Regions from separate parts of the Gossypium arboreum genome. Here region 1 is linked to region 2. A link is a contact called in public Hi-C data. All regions are on one chromosome and are shown on one strand. Each heading gives the region's core, a stretch centred on a gene start, on an enhancer-like site or on the middle of the called end of the contact. The rest is flanking DNA. Distances are from core to core; before and after follow the strand shown.

Region 1 (7,078 bases), core at 4,374-6,873, 140 kb before region 2:
TATCACATCACGAAGGTGAGTACTCACAATCCTATGGTCTGCCAACTATATCCAATGGTCTCAAGGTTCACAAGGCCAAAATATCCACACTGTCAACACATATTTACATATCAATTTCCATACATGTTCATTGCATATACATATAATTAGCACATTATAAGCACAGTCAGATATTATGAAGGCATACCCACATATCTACTATCACATGGCATGAATTACATACCCAAATATTCACTTTCACAACAATCATCACAAACTTACAACACATGTCATAGTATCTCATACATGTTCATATTTTCACAATTGCACAAACACAAATTTATCACATTATATCATAGGTGTGAGAACACTTACACTCAGAATTTAGAGTAGGGGTTTGGGCTACATCTAAATTCCCAATTACACAATGAATCATTTACGAGCAGCGATTCCAAAACACTCACCAAAAATACACTTTTGTATGAAAGCTGAAAGCTCAGACAAGCTTTTCTTTGCCTTTATCTATACTTTTTGAAGGTCCTATTGACTTTGATGCTTCAATAAGATAAACCACACAAATATTCAATCAACAATTAGTCAATAACTCACCTAAAACAGTAACAAACATAAGCCTAAGCTACGTTCTCTTCTAACTGAAACATTCGACATAGAAATTTTAAAATTCGAATAACTTGATCTACACTTAATCTTTTTGCATGATATGAATTCCATTCATCTACGACCATTTCCCAACCATTAAACTATACAAAACTACAGGTTTCAAGTTATCAAAAATTTACAACAAGTTTTGGTCATTATAACGAAAATTTATTAAAAATCGATAAACTCTTAACAAAAAACTTCAAAGTAAATTTAGGAACCTTCTAATTATATTAAAACAAGTTGAAAAACACTTTTAAACCAAATTTTAATCCACAAACCCGAAATCCACCATTAATGACCTAATTTTCGGCTTTTACTTAAAATATGCGTTTTAATGGCTATAAATTCATTTAAAATTCTAGATAATTTTTAAAACTTATAGGAAAATGATTGGTTACCTTGAATGTAAGAAAAACGAACTTTAGTGAAATTCTGGAAAATCCACTCTTGAAGAATATGATGAAATTAATGAAGTTTTTAGGTGTTTTCTTGGTTTCAATGGAGACTTATAGTTCAAAGGATGTTGGAAATCAAGAGGGATTAGGAATTAGAGATCAAAAGCAATCAAAAGAACAAGAGGAGAGTAAGGGACGACACAAATAGCAAAAAGGGAGAACTATCGTGAAATAAAACTAAGAATAGGGGTTCATTAGGTTCAATTTTAAAATTTGGTTTATTTCCCTCTTAAAAGCTCATAGTTTTGACTCTCTTTCAAATATGTCCTTTTATTAAAATTAAGGTATTTAAAACTCATTTTTAGAAATTGACTCAATTCCCTAATAGCCATTGTCGAAAACATTATCGAATACCAACCTTATGAAATTTTGAGCCCATATAGGCTAAAATTCCTGAAATACCCTCAAAACTTCTAGGCCCTATTTTAGGGTGTGACATTGTGGTTGCTGGAGAAATGAATAGAGCCATTAGGTATGAAATAACCAGAGCATATAATTCACCTACAACTACGAGTATCAATACTTACTAACATTTTATCGATATTTTTTGCGTTTAATGCAAAATTCATTGATCGTTGGAGTGAAATATATTGATACTAGTGGACTTTTGTCGATACCAAATGAAAAATATTGATACTAAATCGATACTTAGTTGAATTGGTTGAGAAACATAATGTCAATTTGGTACCAATTTTTGAAGGGGTATGGATATTTTTGGAAACTATTAGTACTTTTTAGCTTGAAGCTATACTGACTTGTTTTAAAGAACAGTTTAACTAATTGAAAAATTATAACTTGATTGAAACCGTTTTAAATCGATTTAAAAGTTGATTCAAAAATTTTCTAAAAGTTCAAAGTAGGTTCAAAAATTTATTTCTTAAGACTTCCATTTGAAAAATCATTTTGCCAATTTTTGTTCAACTTTAACTTTTATTCAAAAAAATTTTAATTTGTTATATCAAAATATATTATCGAATAAAGTATGGTATAACAAAATATCCATTCGAGATGTCCATCAATTTAAAGGGCTGAATCGGCTTCCACAAAGCATATACTTTGTTTTGGAGCACAGCAAACCCAATTCTTCTGCCTAAAATCTTAATCACCACTATGTAAGCCATATCCTTAATTAATAATTGATTATCCTTCTCCGAGAAATTAATCGATAGAATACCATTGACGAAAGACCTCATGATATCTCCTTCCACAAAGGCTAATTCATCATCCTCATCAAAGGCTATTGCATCGGCCTTCCTTGCCAATTTCGTCATCATTTAGATTAATCAATTTTATGAAAAATATAAATATTTGTTAGAAAGGATTTACATATTAAATTCAAATCTAATTATTTACTTCTAATGCATTAGAATTATTATTATGAATATCATAAAATACATTAAATTAGATTTATAAGGTAATTAACACATATAACAACAATTTTATTTTAATATAAATCAATCCTTCAAGATATCAAAATTTCAATCATCCAAGCGTCTTAAATTTATTATTATTTATTTTATTTATAATCTTTCAATATAAATTTATGTGTATATTGTTTATACAAAATGCATGGGCTTAAGTAGACTAAATATTACTTATTAATTTTCGAATATTTTAGTTGCAAATTACTATGTTATCATTTCTTTATCATATTATATGTAGAATATAAAAATAAATATTTATTTTAATATATTCTTTTAATAAATACAATCAATCATGCAATAAAAACTAATTATTGCAAATAATAATCAAATTAATTATCATAAGACATTACTTAATAAAAGTCATACTGTATTACATGTTAATAATGAAAATTACAATATTATACCAAAAAGAATTGTAAGTGAAATGGATTAGAAAGACGGATATGTTTTTCTTTCCTTTCCTTTCAACGGCGGATCTTAAGATTTAAGTTTTCACGGGTTTATTAAAATTTTTAAAATTTTAAAAGTTTAATGAGAATTTTAAAAAAATTTGAGGTCTAATTAAAATTTTAATTTTTAAAAGATTAATCAAAATTTCCAAAATTTTAGAAAGCTTGATTAAAATTTTCAAAACAAATTAAAAGGTAAATAGAAATTTTCAAAATTTTGAAGAGCTTAATTAAAAATTTTAAAAATAATTCAAGGGAGAAATGAAAATTTTTAAAATTTTGGGACCTAATAAGAATTTTTTAAAAAATTTAAGAGAAAAGAAATAAAATTTTCGCAGAATTTTAAAGAGCCAAAAACCCCCCCTTTAGTCACCATTACGCTCCACCACCACCTTCACCTTTGCCTCCGTTTCCTTTCTTTTTTCTTTTTAATAATAAAGCTTACATTACATCTTTAAGGAGAGAGGTAAGTGTTTCCTTTCCTTTTTCTTTTTGTTATAATAAAACTTACATTACATCTTTAAAGAAAAAGATAAATGATTTCAAATGGCTTGAACTTGATAATATGCCAACACTTGAATAAGCATATACATGTTGTTAATTCCCAATTGTCATTAAACCAATGGCTTTTTGATCTTTCCTTTCTTTTCAAGTCGAGTAATGTACTTCAAACATAAAAATCGACGAGTTAAATTAATTATAGTTACATATATAAGTTCTTTTTTCACAATAAATTATGATAAATATTAATAAAAAACGGTTAAAATAGTAAAAAAATTATGATAAAAAATCCTTATTTATTTTTTTAGAAAAAAAAATTAGATTTTGCACGAGGAATATAAATTGAACTAATTTAATGATTATATTAGTGTATCTTGGATTCACTCAAAAAAAAAAAAACAAGGGACTGTTATGTATTGGTCCATGCTGGAGTCGTTGGTTTAGCAATTATTCTCAACTGCATGCCTTCACTTATAATTCTTCCTAATTTTAGTTGTCATTACATGACATGTCGTTGTCTTGTTCCTTTCTTCTCTCTCTAACTCATAATTTCTTGTGCTTTTTTAGTTGTCATTATATGCATGTATAAGAGAAGCACACTTCATTCATGCTTAACACCTTATTTGCCATTAAAGTCATAGCGGCAGAGGTGTGGTTTGGAAGGGACCCTTCAAATTGGTGGTTGTTTTTCTTTTAATGTTTTTGAGTTGAATGGATTTATTGAATATATATATATATATATATATATATATATATATTACAAGCTATAACTGAAATTTCAATTAATATAGCTTAAATAACTACAAATATAATTAATTATCTGGCTCAACAATCCCATCAAAATATATCTAAAATAAAAAAAATCATAACACAAATTATTAAGTAGGTCGAGGATAAAATCTAAAAGGTAAGCAAGAATCTTGATCTTCTCAAATAAAAAATAAACATTATTTAAGCTGCTTATAAATAATTAAATTACAAAGAAAAATACACTTTAACCTCCCAAAAATTTATATTTTAATTTCTCAGAATTTTATTGTTAAAAGAATCTTTAATTTCACCCTTGAATAAGCTTCTCAAGGTTTGGGCACCGTGCAACTTAATTCAATACTCGTGACCTAATTGAGTTTAGACAAAGAAATTTTGATCTCAAAACTACTTGACCCTAATTACTATTCATTAGTTTCAAAAATTAGTTATATTTAATTATATAAATATAAAAAACACACCTAAATTATTAAATATGTGAATATTTTAAATACGAATGCCATACGTATTAAGGAAAATAACACTTTCTATCCGTTAAACTTACCTAATATTTAAGGGAACAACTTTCATATTAAAAATTGGCCTTCAACTTGTTTACTTTTGTTGTACCCATATAAGCTCCTTCATTTGATGTGTACTTAGTTTAGCCGAAATATGTATTCATGTCAACAGTTATTTAAGTATAAATTAAAAATTAGAGATTTATTTGGATACAAATTAAAAATAAAGGATTTATTAGGATAAAAATTAAGCTTAAGAACTTATTCAGATATATTAAAATTTTAAATACTTATTTATATAAAATAACGAAGTTGAAGGATACCTATTAAGCATTTTAGCCTTAAAATTTAAATTTCAAGCAAGTTTCAAACCTTGTTGAAAGAGGTCCGAAATTATAGAATGAATGGGATAGCCTATTTTATTTTTTTTCAATATTCAAATCCAATGAATTTGACATCTACAAAACAAAATAAAGATGCTGCTCGGAAAAATATTAATTACAGATGACCCAATCTTCTCCTATATAATGGTGCAATTTAAAATCCAGGTGACTATGGCTTTTTGCTACCACTACTGTGGTGCTAGTCCTTGAATAAGAGTTTTATGAATTTAAACTGATGGATGATGGGCTCACTTGTGCTTGGGCTAGAATTTGGTGAGCGCCAATGAATGAGGAACATTTGTAAGAAGATGGTAAGTTAAGTGATGCTGGAGTATGTATTCTCGGGCACTCTCTGATTATTAAGTCAATGAAGGTTATAAACGTTAAGTAAATTTTTAATAAAGTGAAAAGTAACAGTAAAGGAAGATAGTATTACCTACGACCTTTATAGAGTTTATTTGCCTTAGGGATCAAGAATGGACTGATTTATGGTCCCCCAGTTATGCTCTCAGCCAACACAAGGTACATTGTAGAGGTTAGAAGATGAGTTGCATCAGGTGTCAATCTGCATACTGCAAGTGCTTGTATGTGGTCCTACTAGCCCTTGAAAGCTATATGTGTTTGTCTTATGTGTCACCTGTTAGGTTGCCTAAGCACCACCGGCGCAATGAAAAATAAAATTTTGGTGAAACCACACCATGGGTTCATGTATGAGATGACGGATCCGGGATAAAGAGGGTTCAAAATATGCCTTCTTTTCTTTCCATGTAGACTAATTTAAACCTCCGGTGGATCCGAATGCAAAATCCATTTCAAATAGCACTGTCACTATAGAGATATCAAACTACAACCACAACATTTATCGTTTAGGCTTGAACAAAAGAATTTTCTCTCGTGAACTATTCAAAGAGTTTTTTCAAAACAAAAAAATTACTTTTCAGTGCTAGCTTGATAATTTTGGAGGAAGGAAAAGGGATAAAAGTATAAGAAAGAACTATATAAAACTGTGATTCCACATCATCTCTATCCCTTTCTAATATGATAATGACAAATCAGATTTTTCAAAATTTTCTATTGGAAAAGGATAGGGATGACATAAAATTAAAGTTTCATACAATTTCATTTCTAATAGTATCTCAATTTATTCAAAATTATTTTTAATAAACAAACACATTTAGCATAACAAGGAAATTAAAATCTCTTTAACCAAATTTTTAAATATTATATTCAATAAATTTAATAAAATAAATTTTATCTCAATTAAAATACGTGAATATATTTCACATTATTTTAATCAAATCCATTATATATGTTGGTCAAGCAAGCATATATATCGTGTCTAAATTTCAACCCTATCAAATTAGATTAATTATATGAGTACATTTTTATATAATTAAATTATCTTATCCGACATGTTAAATATAATCTCAATTGTTCTAATCATAGGGTGCTGTCATGGGACTAGAACTTTAGTCTCACAATCTGTGCGGCTTTAGGAGATTTATTGGATTCAAATCAGCTTAAGCCAGTCTAACTCTCGCAAAGTTAGAATTCTCAATAAAAATTCTAAGGCATCAAAAGTAAAGCAAAAGCAACTCAAAGACGAAAGAGCAATGAAAGAACAGAAGAGCCACAAGAAAGCAACGTATACAAGGTGTTTGAGTAAATGTTCTCTGTAACACACCTTACTCGACCCGATGATTGGGTCCGAGTATGGTATACTTAAAATTATAAGAATTTAACAAAGGTATTTAAAATTATTTAAACTTAGGATATTGGTGTAGTCCTCAATACGATAATGACAAAACAATCAAATTATTTATACGACAAGAAAATAACATTTTAAACAAAACATTTAGCGGAAGCCTTATGAAACTCGATAAAGTTATTCCCTTTACAAAAGTTTCAATGTACATTATTGGTAGCTTGAACAACGTTCAAACAATTTGGTGTTCA
Region 2 (7,113 bases), core at 2,134-4,633:
AATTTTTCCAACTTATAGTTCATCCAATTACGTAAAATATTTGAATATGTCAAAGATGTTGAAATTATAGATACCTCAAGTCGAAGGATCACATATACCACTATCACTATAAGAATTATTGGAACTATTACATAATATTCCAAGAAGCATTTTCATGGAGGGTTAATCTTTTACATTGTTCTTCTAACATTTACCCATGCATTGACTCACTATATACCCATGACAACATCTTGTTATCAATCAACTACACATTAGTCTCAATGTATTATTGTGTCTCAGCCTACAATAATAATTAATTAATGACAATTTAATAATAATCATATTATTCTAGGGACAATATTATTAATCAGTTTATTTTATACACGTAAATAAAGAACGTATATAATAATGAGAATGTATTTATTAATAAAACAAAGTAAATTAGTTCGCTATTATGATCTTCTTATGATTGATTTTTAAGTGTATTCCAACACGGTTAGTTATCATTTGTTGAGGTAAGCTTGACCTTGGGTTTTGACCTAATAATTTTGGGGTTAGTATAGCACAAATAGTTTTAAATTATTTTTCAATTACTAATAAAATATATTTTTATTTAAATTTAATTATAATATATAAAAATATTTTTAATAGTTAATTTATTTTGTTGTGTGAAAAGATATTATTATATTTAAAATTTTAAACATACAAGAGAATTATGAATGTAAAAAGAAGCTGTTCTAACTAGCTTTATCTTTTTTCTTTTCTGAATTATCTATATTAATTGTTCTTGAATAATCATACTTTTCTTTCGCATTACTGTTTGCAACTTGACCTGTCGAAACCCAAAAGGTGCAATTGCCATTATAATATGTACTTGTTGTTGGAAGGATGCACTTGAAAAATTTATTAATTAAAGGTCCCATTTCTCCATTAATCCTTTCATGTTATTAATTGGACATCTTTGAAAATTACAAATACATTTGCAAACCCATTTTGGTAGAAGCTTTTCGCTTAATTGATGTTTTAATTGACATTGGATTGAGGATTCAAATACGGATAACCGAATACTCCCTCCCCTTAAAAAATAGATAATTTTAATTCTAAATATGGACCAAAATACCAAATAACATAAGTGAGAGCACATGCATTGTAAGGGTGATGATAAGTCAAAAACAAAAATTCAGCATCTCAAGAAACCCTAATTGTCTACAAGTAGAAATTGATAAGGTTTATTGGTGAAGAGTGATGGGTTGAGCTATGTATGGCAGGTTTGCGAGGCGTTGATTCGTGTGTTGTGGGCACATAAGGAAAAAGGGTCGCCATCTTGCACTTCCTCATCTCACTTTCCCATTAGGTGGCTTGAAAGCTACCTTTCTATCTCACTTCTCTACCTGTTTACGGGGTGAGTTGGTGGCTATTTCAATTTTTTTTTCTCTATTTAGATCAATGCAGTGTTGCCCCGACTTGAATCTATTATTTAATTTTATTAAATTTATATAAAATCAAATTGATTTGAAATTAATTTTTTATTCAAACTTAAATCGATTAATTTTATATTTAGTTTAAAAATAAGAGCCAAGTAAAAATGTTTAATAATTAAATGAACCAAATAAATCATATAGAATCAAGTATCAATGTTTCATTATATATAATTAAATTCTTTTTGTGCGAAAGAGGTTGCAATTTAAGATATAAGGAGGATTGCAAATACTATACAGGTGGTTTAATGTAATAGTAAGGTATATTGCACTCTTAAGAGAAAAATCTAGATTCAAACATTGGAGACGATATTGTTGAGAGGAGGAGCTACGAACCCCGAACATGAATCGTAAAACATATATGAAAAATATTCAAAAAAAATATTTATTGACTTTGTATAAAATTTAGCACTCAATAAGAAAAAAAGCAAATTTAATGTTTTTAGAGAATTGAAGAAAGTTATGTATCCATGGGCAATGAGAGCAATGTGGTTATCACAATACCCATACAATTGGAAGATATAAAGGAACATGAGAGCCCTCCATTTATGTTTGGAAAAGATAAATAAAAAAAAAATGAGACAAACAATATAATGCTTAGATCTGAAAAATATGATATTGATGGGTGTGTTTTTTCAAACATGTAAAGAACCCTTAACTTCAATATAAGGATAGCTGTTTGAACTCCTTAAGAATTAAAAGCTTGGTGGGTAAATGAAAAAATTGAGGATTTTGGTCCACAGATGAGATGCGAGGCATCTTTTTCAGATGTTGCATTTAACATTGTGGGGACTTGGTCTCCCTTCATATTATTTGTGATGTGATTTTTCTTTCGGTCCTCATTATAATTTTTCTCCATTTTAATTTGATATTATTTATCTTAATCCGATTAAAGGAGCAGGTAGACGTGCCTTCTTAGTTAAATGGGATATTATTAGTTCTAGTCCCTTCTAATTTTCAAATATTGCCATTTCTTCAACATGATTTTTACTTTTTGCCTTCTGAGATCGTATAATTTTATTTTGGCTCCCAATACTGAGTTCTTAGCTTCTGTCCTATATATATTTTTCAAAATTTTAAAATTCAATCAATAGAAGATGAACGTGTATAGACGTTTCTTATAAATGTATTTTATCATTTGCTCATTCCACCACATCAACCTTTACAAATATAAATAGTTAATGTCCCCAATTATATTTTTTTGCTTATTTTTAATAGTATAAAGACTAAACTACTTCAATTAATTTGAAGGGAACAAAATTTCTTCGAATCCAATAGTTTGTTAACGAAAATTATTAATGCCCATTATAGGGATTAAATTCATCTTTTATTTTAAGTATAATTAATATTACTCTTAACCCAATAGTATAAAGCTCTCTTACGTATTTATTCTTAACGAAGAATTTACTTACTTTCAAATAATATAAGTAGTTGGAAGAAGTGAAATTGGACTTCTTCTCTCAAGCATTTAGATCAAATTCAAATTTTCAAGTCTTAACATTATTGAGAAGGTTTTACCTGAATATTACCCTTAATCTAAACAAGTTTATACTCAAACCATACAACAATGAGAATACCCGTAATTATACCCAAAAATAATACAAAAACTCAATTATTCCGTTAAATTAATTCTGGCCCTATAATATTAATATCGAGACATTCTAACTATTTATTCCGCTTTAAAATTGAAATAGACATATGTTTTACAAAATTGACAGTTTATACATAAGACAAAGGTAGAGGTTTCTTGAGTATTCAATTCTAAGGAAGTATTTAATGTTGGGACCCGTCAAGGAAACCACAGCGCATCGGCAGCCCTATCAGACACCCTAGAAAACAATATTGTATAACAAAAACACTGTCCAGTCGAGACATTGCCTTGTCCTTGTATTTCTTATTAACTTCTGCATGTGCGTGTGCTTCTCAATTACGCAATTCTCATTTCCCATACCCATAATCCTATATTTGGCCCTCCAACTTACCACTTCCTCACACATTGGTATCCACCATAAACTTTATATCTCTGTCACACCTTTTCTCTATGCGATGCCGTGGCATTTTAAATTTATATGTAATTATCATTTAAAATTAAAAAGAAAATGGAGTTATGCTATTATAGTTAAACAGTTTTTTAAAAGTCCTAAGCGCTTAATTTTTTCAATCTAAATTTTTAATTTGTTGGGTGACAATGCCAACCTTAGAGCTGATTGCTGGTTGCGGCTTCTTCAACAATATTCTCTGATTTTTTTTCCTTTTTTTCTTTTAATTTCAATCCATAATATTGAGGTTTTGTTTTTGCTATATTTTCGTGGTTTTGTTTTGTCCATTTTATTTCTCCGAAAGCATTGGTGGTTTTAATTTTAATTATTAGTTTCTTATGAGATATGTTAAGGTAAGCATGTCACTAGATTTATTAGGAATTGTTCTTAGAGATTCTTATTATTATAGAAGACAATGATAGTGCTTCTAAAATTGAAATCCAAGATGATGAAGAAGAGAATAAGTCATTTAAGACTTGCCTTCTGCATCATTGATGCGATAGGTTCCTTAGGGCTCTTAATTTGATAGTGGTAGGGTTAGGATGTAATTTTTAACAATTTGATCAATGCGATGCATCTTTAGTTTGTTTATGAATACTTTTAGTGTTGCGGTTACTATCAATTTGTTTCTCTCTTTCAAAATTATTCCACAAGCATGACATTAGAGCATTAGTTTGTAGTGTATTTTTTATTGTTTGTACTATATGTCATCTCTTTGTATTCTTGTTGTTCACGATTTTTATTAATAATATTATTTTTCTCAAAAATAGAATTCTAAAATTCTAAAAATTAAAATATATAAACTTTTAGAAAATTATAAAAATTAAACTTTAAACAAAATATATAAATTTAAAAATAGTTTTAAAATTAAAAAAATACATATATAAATATGCTTAAATCTCATCCTTAAATCTAAGTTAGAAATTATCTTGGTAGCCACCATAAAATGTTTTCGGTAGAAATTTTATATATTCAAATTAAAATTTATAAATAATATTAATTACTTAAAAATATTTAAAATTTATATTTCATATTATAATATTAACAATGAGTTGTCATAAATTATTTTATTATATTTGTAATACAATCTAATTTGAATATTTATTAATATCAAAATAATAAAATGATATTGTGGTAAAATGATAAAGACACAAAAATAATTATACTTAAATTTAAATAAATTATTCCATCACTAATAAATTTTTATTAATTTACAAGAATTATGTTTATGTGTGATTTAAATATCTCAAATATGATTTACATATTCAAATTAAATTTTATAAATAATTTGTATTAATTTTAAAATTATTAAAGTTCATATTTCATATATCATATTAACAAATTTAAATATTATTTAAATTAACTTACTTTTACTTTAAAAGTAATACTCAACTTTTCAATATTTTTAATAATAATACTAAATGTATACAATCTTAAATTAAACTTCCCAAAACTACTTTTTCACAAAAACTTTTCAAAAATAATAGTATATTAAGTCTTAGAGTTTCTTGTACACTTTTAGAAGTTTTTTTCATCGATCCAAACTGTGAGGTGAAAGAATTCGGTAAGGAGTAGTCACTATTGAAGTTAAATGAGGATTAGATGACCGGTTGAATGGGATTCAAGGTTGTTTCTATTAAGATTCGTGAAATTCCTGCAATAATTTCATCATAGTTTACTTAGTAATTTTCTTTTCAACTCATTGAATAAATAAAAATTATCACATTATCATTTAATATTTTTTTATAACATTTAATACTTTTTTATATGTTTATTGGTTTTTGCAAGTAAAATGTGTAAGAAAATATTGATTCATTGATTACCTAGAGTGGGCCGGAGCAATGAACCTATTTGAAGTGGTTCATTTTGTCCCAGAAAAACCCATGTACGAACAAGGATTAATTTTACTTCCCACCTAGCTACTCTAGGTCAGGGGTTAGGTCCTGGCGGAGAAGTTATAGACACCTTTCCATACTTTGTATCTGAGTACTTCACTTAATTTCCTCTCTTGTATTGGGCTTTGGCGGTATTTATCATACACTTCGAGACCGAAACTCTTAAAGAATCTTTTCCATTTTCAGTTATGTATGGAAAGATAGAAATAAAATGACCACAATTTTGGGTATTCACTTAATTTTGCTAGGTATAGGTGCTTTTCTTCTAGTATTCAAGGCTCTTTATTTTGGGGCGTATACGATACCGGGCTCCGGAGGGGAGATGTAAGAAAATTACCAACTTGACTCTTAGCCCAAGTGTTATATTTGGTTATTTACTAAAATCGCCCTTTGGAGGCGAAGGGTGGATTGTTAGTGTGGATGATTTGGAAGATATAATTGGAGGACATGTATGGTTAGGTTCCATTTGTATATTTGGTGGAATCTAGCATATCTTAACCAAACCAATTAATATTAAGTTTCATTATATGGTTAGATTATAATGCAAGAAGACAACTTGTATTTGTAGGTAATCTAATTGTCCGTAGTCGACGGCGTTAGATTGAGCAAATTACTCATCCTAGGAATATTATGTCATTCATAAGTCCGATTGAGGATAACTTGTCTTGGCTATCGTAGTTAGACTGACTCCCAAAATCAAAGACATAGATATAATTTTCTGGATTGATAATACATCGAACAAAACCCAAATTGAATTAGTCTTATATTTGTTTATGGAATAATTCACTTGTAATGTTCATAGCATGACTTACTCAAATCTTGAGTAAGTGGATGACCACGTGTGTATGATTCATCTACTTAGATATATTGAAAAATTGTGACCTCGAGGTATTGAGCCAAAAGTTGGTATGTTAGGTACATAACTTGTGCATGATATGACTTCACTTACAATAGAGAAATCATAACATGATAAAAAGAGTAAATAGTATCCTCTCATTAGCATTACATGGATTATGAAAATGAAACATAGTCATGGGTCATTTGTTTGGGACAAATGATTTTATCATTACTAGTATAAGTAATGATATTTTTTTATTGCGGAAGATACAACGACGAGCATGAAATAAAATGTGCCTAAATTAGGTGAATGAGTTTAAACTAAGGGGATCACAAATATCCTATGAAGGTAACATATATATGACAAGGCCAATGGATTGAAGTTTGAAACAAGTATCTTTTAAGATGATATATAATGGACAATTTTGTCTTGGTACTTTCAGTGAATTGATTTCAAGACTAAATAACTTTATAATTAATAAGCAAAAAGTTGAAACTTAATTACAAATTATTTTAGCCCTAATTATATATGTCCAGTCAGTTCGCCTAGTAACTCGCTATAACGCTAAACGGTTTGGATGATGGGAACTTTGAATGAATTGACAAAATAATGAATGAGAAATAAATTACATGAATTATCATTGCAATAAATGCATTTTCTCGATAAGACAATAGATGACATAGTATTAATTTAATTTCTTTAAATTATTATTTAATTGGATAAATAAATTAAATAACTGTTTTCAGATTGAAAGTTAAATTATGTAGTCCTCTTAGTTTAATTCCATTAGACTAATTAAATAAACTTGCACATGAGTTTTAATACGGTAAAATCATTATGATTTTTACTGAATTATAATCAATTGGATAAATTATTTTAAATTA

What was found. A called contact is a pair of places that touch in the nucleus more often than the background predicts.
Region 1: a Hi-C map of leaf shows a contact between it and region 2, with 3 times the contacts expected there. The contact joins two enhancer-like sites. A contact is called at or near these places in 2 of 5 Hi-C or Micro-C datasets (both in leaf).

The regions. Positions count from the first base shown.
Region 1 is chr1:71,902,421-71,909,498 of ASM2569848v2, reverse strand. No RefSeq gene overlaps it. Among protein-coding and RNA genes, the nearest start is that of LOC128282477, 45 kb to the left of the region's middle. Within about 2 kb of position 5,623, at least 1 of the 2 cell types and tissues checked has an H3K27ac peak or open chromatin away from gene starts, as enhancers often do. A contact at or near this core is called in leaf, where this site is marked.
Region 2 is chr1:71,761,696-71,768,808 of ASM2569848v2, reverse strand. It overlaps the pseudogene LOC128280445. Among protein-coding and RNA genes, the nearest start is that of LOC128281584, 52 kb to the right of the region's middle. Within about 2 kb of position 3,383, at least 1 of the 2 cell types and tissues checked has an H3K27ac peak or open chromatin away from gene starts, as enhancers often do. A contact at or near this core is called in leaf, where this site is marked.